Regions from separate parts of the Mus musculus genome. Here region 2 is linked to region 1. The links are chromatin contacts, called in public ChIA-PET maps. All regions are on one chromosome and are shown on one strand. Each heading gives the region's core, a stretch centred on a gene start, on an enhancer-like site or on the middle of the called end of the contact. The rest is flanking DNA. Distances are from core to core; before and after follow the strand shown.

Region 1 (2,625 bases), core at 45-2,544:
GATTCTTAGGTCTGCTCTCGCAGAGTGGCAGCCACCTATATTGGCCTGGACAGCACAATCTCTGAAGAAGGTCATGTTTTTTATCTTGGAATTCTCCTCAGTCTTCAGAATCAACAATCATTGACAGACTCTGAGACTGCTCACATTTCATGCCTCAGCTGCAGGACGGGTATTTAAAGCTGGGCTTTGTCACTCTAAGCTAGACCAGCCCAAGCACCTGGAAGAACCACAGAGCGCAGCTCAGATCACCCCAGAGTGGTGACACGGATCTCAGAGCACTCACCTTCCTCGATAGACGGTCTTTATGGACTCCACAGCCAATCCAGTAGCAACAATGTCATCGGCGTTATGTCTTCGGCCGCTGACCATGAGTAATCCATCCATTTTTCCAACCACGAACACCAAGCTACCCTGAAAGTTAGCAATGATTCACCTTCATTTCCATAGTTTAAAGGGTAAAACAGACACCTTACATTTCCTGTTTTCATGAAAATGTCACTAAACAAAACCAAACCAAACACTAAGAAACGTACCTGTGAAACATGTACACAGTTCAACTCCCAACACCACAAAAAACGTGTTTATACGAAAGAAAATAATGTCATAGTTTATGGGATTTATTATTATTTTTCTTTAGAATTAGTAAAAAAGCACATCTTAAAGCCACCAAGTCTTTAAAAGGCTCGATCTGTGTGCATGTGTGTGGGCACAGGCAGGCCACTGCCCGCTGTGACTCAGAGGACAACTTGCAGGAACTGTCCTCTCCTTCCACCCAATGGGTCCCAGGGACGCCTCTACCTGCTGAGCATCTGGCTAGCACCCACTGAGGTCTTACCGTCTATAAGAGATTAATCCGTTCCTATTTATTCTTAGGGGAAATCTCACTCTCACAGGGGAGAAACTGTGCTCACACACAGAGTTCCCTTTTCCAGCCACAGGTGTGCATTAGCTCTTCTGTAGTTGGCACAGGGTGAATACCAGGGAGAGAAATGTTACTTTATTGCTCCTGGAGCTAGAGAGAGCCAACGGTTTTAGTGTGTGAATAGTTGCTTTGAGCTCGCAAGGGTAACACTGTCTCCATTGGCAAGATCAGAAACACATACCCAAGAAGGTCTAAGAACCCTGCAGATTTTTGGACAACAGAGCAGCAGGCCCCTGGGTCCATTGGCCCTTCGCATGTCCTCTCGAGTTGGCAGTTACCTCCACAAGCATGTCACTCTTGCTGAGCACAGTGTAGTGCCACACAATGACTGGGCTAAGCCAGAAAAACAGAATGTCAATGCACAGGAAGCTGCTGGTCTACCCACAGTGCCAGAGGAAGCCAGCCAACTCCACAACGCCAGAGCCAGAGGGGACACACTTCTAACAGTCTGCTGGTGGTAAATGGAGAGAGAGGCGGCTAAGGGAATGTCCTGGTCCTGCAGAGGACATGAGTGTGGCTGCCAGCACAAAGTCTGGTGGCTCACAGCTCCTTTAACTCCAACACTGCTATGCATGTAGACTTGCATATACATTTAACATAATAGAAACAAATCCTTAAAAAAGAGAGAGAGAAGGGATGCCTGCTTCTCCAAATCTTTCACAGTGAGGCTGTTTAGCTGACATGGTATTTCCATCTTCATCTTCCTTGCAGCTAGATCTGACCATGGGACTGGTTCAGGCCAGACACAACCAGACCCTTTACATGGGGTTCAGGGGATCATTCATAGAGAGCGGACAACAGTCTATCTGTTTCAGACTGACGGTTGGAGCTGGGTCCTGGACCTCAATAGCAGTGCAGCAAGCTCGCTCAAGATTTGGGCTCTTGAGACAGCTGAAGCTGCACTGCAGTGTTAAGGGCTCAGTGTCACATGCTCTTACATGAGCTGAGCGCTAGGAGGAGGAAGAGGAGAAGGAGGAGGAGGAGATGGGCAGGAAGGAGCCATCGACAGATGGAGGGTATGAGTTGACAGGATAGTGACTACCCCATGGCTCGCCACTGCCCTACCCACTGGCCATCAGAGCCTGGCTCTCTGCTGCCTTTGTGTCCTGCTCAGGCTCAGTATGTGCCTTGAGAACAGGCTTTTGGGTCCTTGTCTCTCTAGACCACTACCATGAATAACACTTGCCAGGTAACGAACTGTTTTCTAAGAATTTACAATGACCCAGGGTGGGCACTGCTGAGAATCCTTAAGAAAACACTCTCATGCCCGGCGTGGTGGCACACACCTTTAATCCCAGCACTCAGGAGGCAGAGGCAGGCGGATTTCTGAGTTCGAGTCCAGCCTGGTTTACAAAGTGAGTTCCAGGACAGCCAGGGCTACACAGAGAAACTCTGTCTCGAAAAACCAAAAAAAAAAAAAAAAAAAAAAGAAAAGAAAAGAAAACACTCTCAGCTAATGGATGGATCACAGGGCTCCCAATGGAGGAGCTAGAGAAAGTAGCCAAGGAGCTAAAGGGATCTGCAACCCTATAGGTGGAACAACATTATGAACTAACCAGTACCCCGGAGCTCTTGACTCTAGCTGCATATGTATCAAAAGATGGCCTAGTCGGCCATCACTGGAAAGAGAGGCCCATTGGACACGCAAACTTTATATGCCCCAGTACAGGGGAACGCCAGGGCCAAAAAGGGGGAGTGGGGGT
Region 2 (2,625 bases), core at 54-2,553, 85 kb before region 1:
TTTTGTTTTTTTGAGACAGTGCCTTACTATGTAGGCACTGGCTTTTCTGGGTCTCTCTCTGTTGACCAGGCTAGCCCTGCACTCACAGAGATCCACTTGTGTCTGCCTCTGGAATGCTGGGATTAAAGGCCTGAGCTACCATGGCTGGCTTTCACTCCTGCCCTCTCTTCCCCAAACACTTCATACTTCAAAGAGTTATAGTCTCCCCATCTAGCATGGCCCCTTCACCAAAGCCAGCATCTAGCATGGCCCCTTCACCAAAGCCAGCATCCTGCTGGTGCTTGAGACCCACCCCCTTCCTCCCACATACACAGGCTCAGTCATTAGCACATACAACTTTTCAGCTGTAAGAAAAACTAAAAGTACCCAGGGAAGAGGAACTCGGCTTCTAGGAAAGGTGTGCCACAGGCCTACTGCTCATCGGTGTCTCCAATAAAGAATCCACCACATTGTTGAGTGGCAAACAGCTGGAACATTTTCTTGACTAATGGTTGGAAGCAGAGGGCCCAGTCCAGTGTGGTAGGTGGCCCATCCTGGGCAGGTGGTTCTGGATTCTGTAAGAAAACAGGCTGAGCAAGACATGGAGAGAGCAAGCCAGGAAGCAGCGCCCTTCCATGCTGTCTGCATTAGTTCCTGTCCTGACTTCCCTCAGTGATAGATTGTGACCTGAGAGTCTGAAAATAAGCTGAAATAAAGCCTCTCCTCAGTTGCTTTTGGTGACAGTGTTTTACCTCAACAGTACAAACCCTGAGACAGTTGGCCTTGCTACATACTGCAGGCCAGCCTGTGCTAAGAGGGGAAGTAATAGAATCTATTATTGACTTACATCAGCTGAATATAAATACAGTTCTCTTCATAGACTTCTATTGGACAGCACAACATGCCATTCACTTTTCTGTGTTTTTGAACTGTATTCATTTTCTGAGTGCACCAAGTAAAAAAAAGGAGGTATTTTTGTATCTGTTCTATTGGAGGGAGCACAGAGCTGAGTCAGGACATAAGTATCTGAGAGGGCTGTGTCAAGAGAGCATGTGCATGCACGAATGCTCTCTCTCTCTCTCTCTCTCTCTCTCTCTCTCTCTCTCTCTCTCTCGTGTGTGTGTGTGTGTGTGTGTGTGTGTGTGTGTGTGTGTGTGTGTAACAGAGAGAGGGAGAGAGAGAGAGAAGCTGAAGCCACAGGGACAGTTAGGAGTTGACAGTTATGGCTAAGCTTGCAGATTCTTGAGGACTGTCAGTAGCTGTGGCCCTGTCCAGTGAGAATGGCTCTTCTCTTATAGGATCCATCTGAGGGCCTCCCTCTGCCTGCTCTGTGGTCTCCTGTGTCTGATGAGTTCCCAGCCCTCGCTTTTCTGCTGTGGTTTTCATCTGCTTACGTATCTGTTAGTTCCTGTCTCAATTTGCTGAGTTTGTAGGTGGCAACACCTTGCTTGTCAGCCAGTGCCATGGTTTGCGCTGGATAGATGAAATTTGTTTATATGTGCAAACAAGATGTGGAGCCATTCTGCCAAACATTGTTTTATAAAATGGAGTCACTCAGAGCAAGGCACAGCTTGAGAGCTCTTGTTTTCCACAGAGTAAGGCCTGAAGACCAACATTAGTCAGGGATCTCCAGCCAAAAAGAAGCAGGGGAGGAGAAGGGGAGCAAAAGAGGCCAGGATGGGAATTGGCCCATGTAATTGTAGAGGTCAAGACATTGCGGGCTGAAGAGATGGCTCAGTGGGTAAGAGCACTGACTGCTCTTCCAGAAGGTCCTGAGTTCAAATCCCAGCAACCACATGGTGGTTCACAACCATCCATAATGAGATCTGATGCCCTCTTCTGGAGTGTCCAAAGAGGGCTACAATGTACTTACATACAGTAAATAATTAATCTTTAAAAAAAAAAAAAAAGCCACAAGCCCTTAGTCCTTAGGGTCCAGAGCTCTAAGCCAATCCTCATCTCATTTCTGTTGCTGTGGCAGATGCCCTGACTAAAAGCAACATAGCAGGAGAAAGGGTTTATTTCCTCTTGCAATTCCAGATCCCAAGTCTATCGAAGGGAGAACTCAAGGCAGGCCTGCTTGCTATGCCATCAGCATTACCTCTGTCTGAGGAACTCCTTTCACAGTCAGAGAAGTTCAGCAGAAGCCATGGCTCACAGGTCAGCTTGTGCTCTGCTAGAGAAAAATTGTATCCCCGTACATACTATTTAGTGCATTCCCATGCACACTATTTAAATCTTACCTTTATTTTCAAAATTTAATATTTAAATGGCAAAGAATTTAATAAATGCTTTATAGTATCTTAAAGGGATCTACTTTTTGGCTTATAGATTGATCCTAAAACAGCTATCTTATTAGGAAAGGGAAAAACAGGTTTTCTACACAGAACGCTGCAGAAACATATTAATTCGTGTGACGAGCTGGCAGGTAAGTTGACTCAGTGTCCTGATTGTAATGACTAAAAAACTAAATTAAATTCATGTTTTAGATCCATCCTTGCTTGTCATTTTTCCAGTTTAGACTAGCTTCTAGCCTTTTAACTTTATGGCAATAGTTCATCAGAGACTGTGCATACTGACTTGGTAAAATTAGTCATTTAATAGAGTCATAATGATTTTCTCTTTTCTTCAGTGTGACCAGTCATT

Evidence for each region. ChIA-PET counts read pairs in DNA pulled down with a chosen protein or histone mark.
Region 2: an RNA polymerase II ChIA-PET map of memory CD8 T cells shows a contact between it and region 1, with 73 read pairs. The contact joins two enhancer-like sites. A contact is called at or near these places in 6 of 484 Hi-C or Micro-C datasets (the G1E-ER4 cell line, embryonic stem cells, liver and 2 more), 2 of 115 datasets of contacts at active chromatin or transcription factors (embryonic stem cells and memory CD8 T cells) and 2 of 9 other capture datasets (adipose tissue and pancreatic islet).

What each region holds. Positions count from the first base shown.
Region 1 is chr15:100,179,095-100,181,719 of GRCm38.p6, reverse strand. Dip2b (disco interacting protein 2 homolog B) reads right to left here. Exons shown (of 38, transcript NM_001159361.2): 21 at 284-411. Among named protein-coding and RNA genes, the nearest start is that of Atf1, 47 kb to the left of the region's middle. Within about 2 kb of position 1,294, at least 68 of the 459 cell types and tissues checked have an H3K27ac peak or open chromatin away from gene starts, as enhancers often do. A contact at or near this core is called in memory CD8 T cells, where this site is marked.
Region 2 is chr15:100,264,514-100,267,138 of GRCm38.p6, reverse strand. No RefSeq gene overlaps it. Among named protein-coding and RNA genes, the nearest start is that of Tmprss12, 15 kb to the left of the region's middle. Within about 2 kb of position 1,303, at least 8 of the 459 cell types and tissues checked have an H3K27ac peak or open chromatin away from gene starts, as enhancers often do. A contact at or near this core is called in memory CD8 T cells, where this site is marked.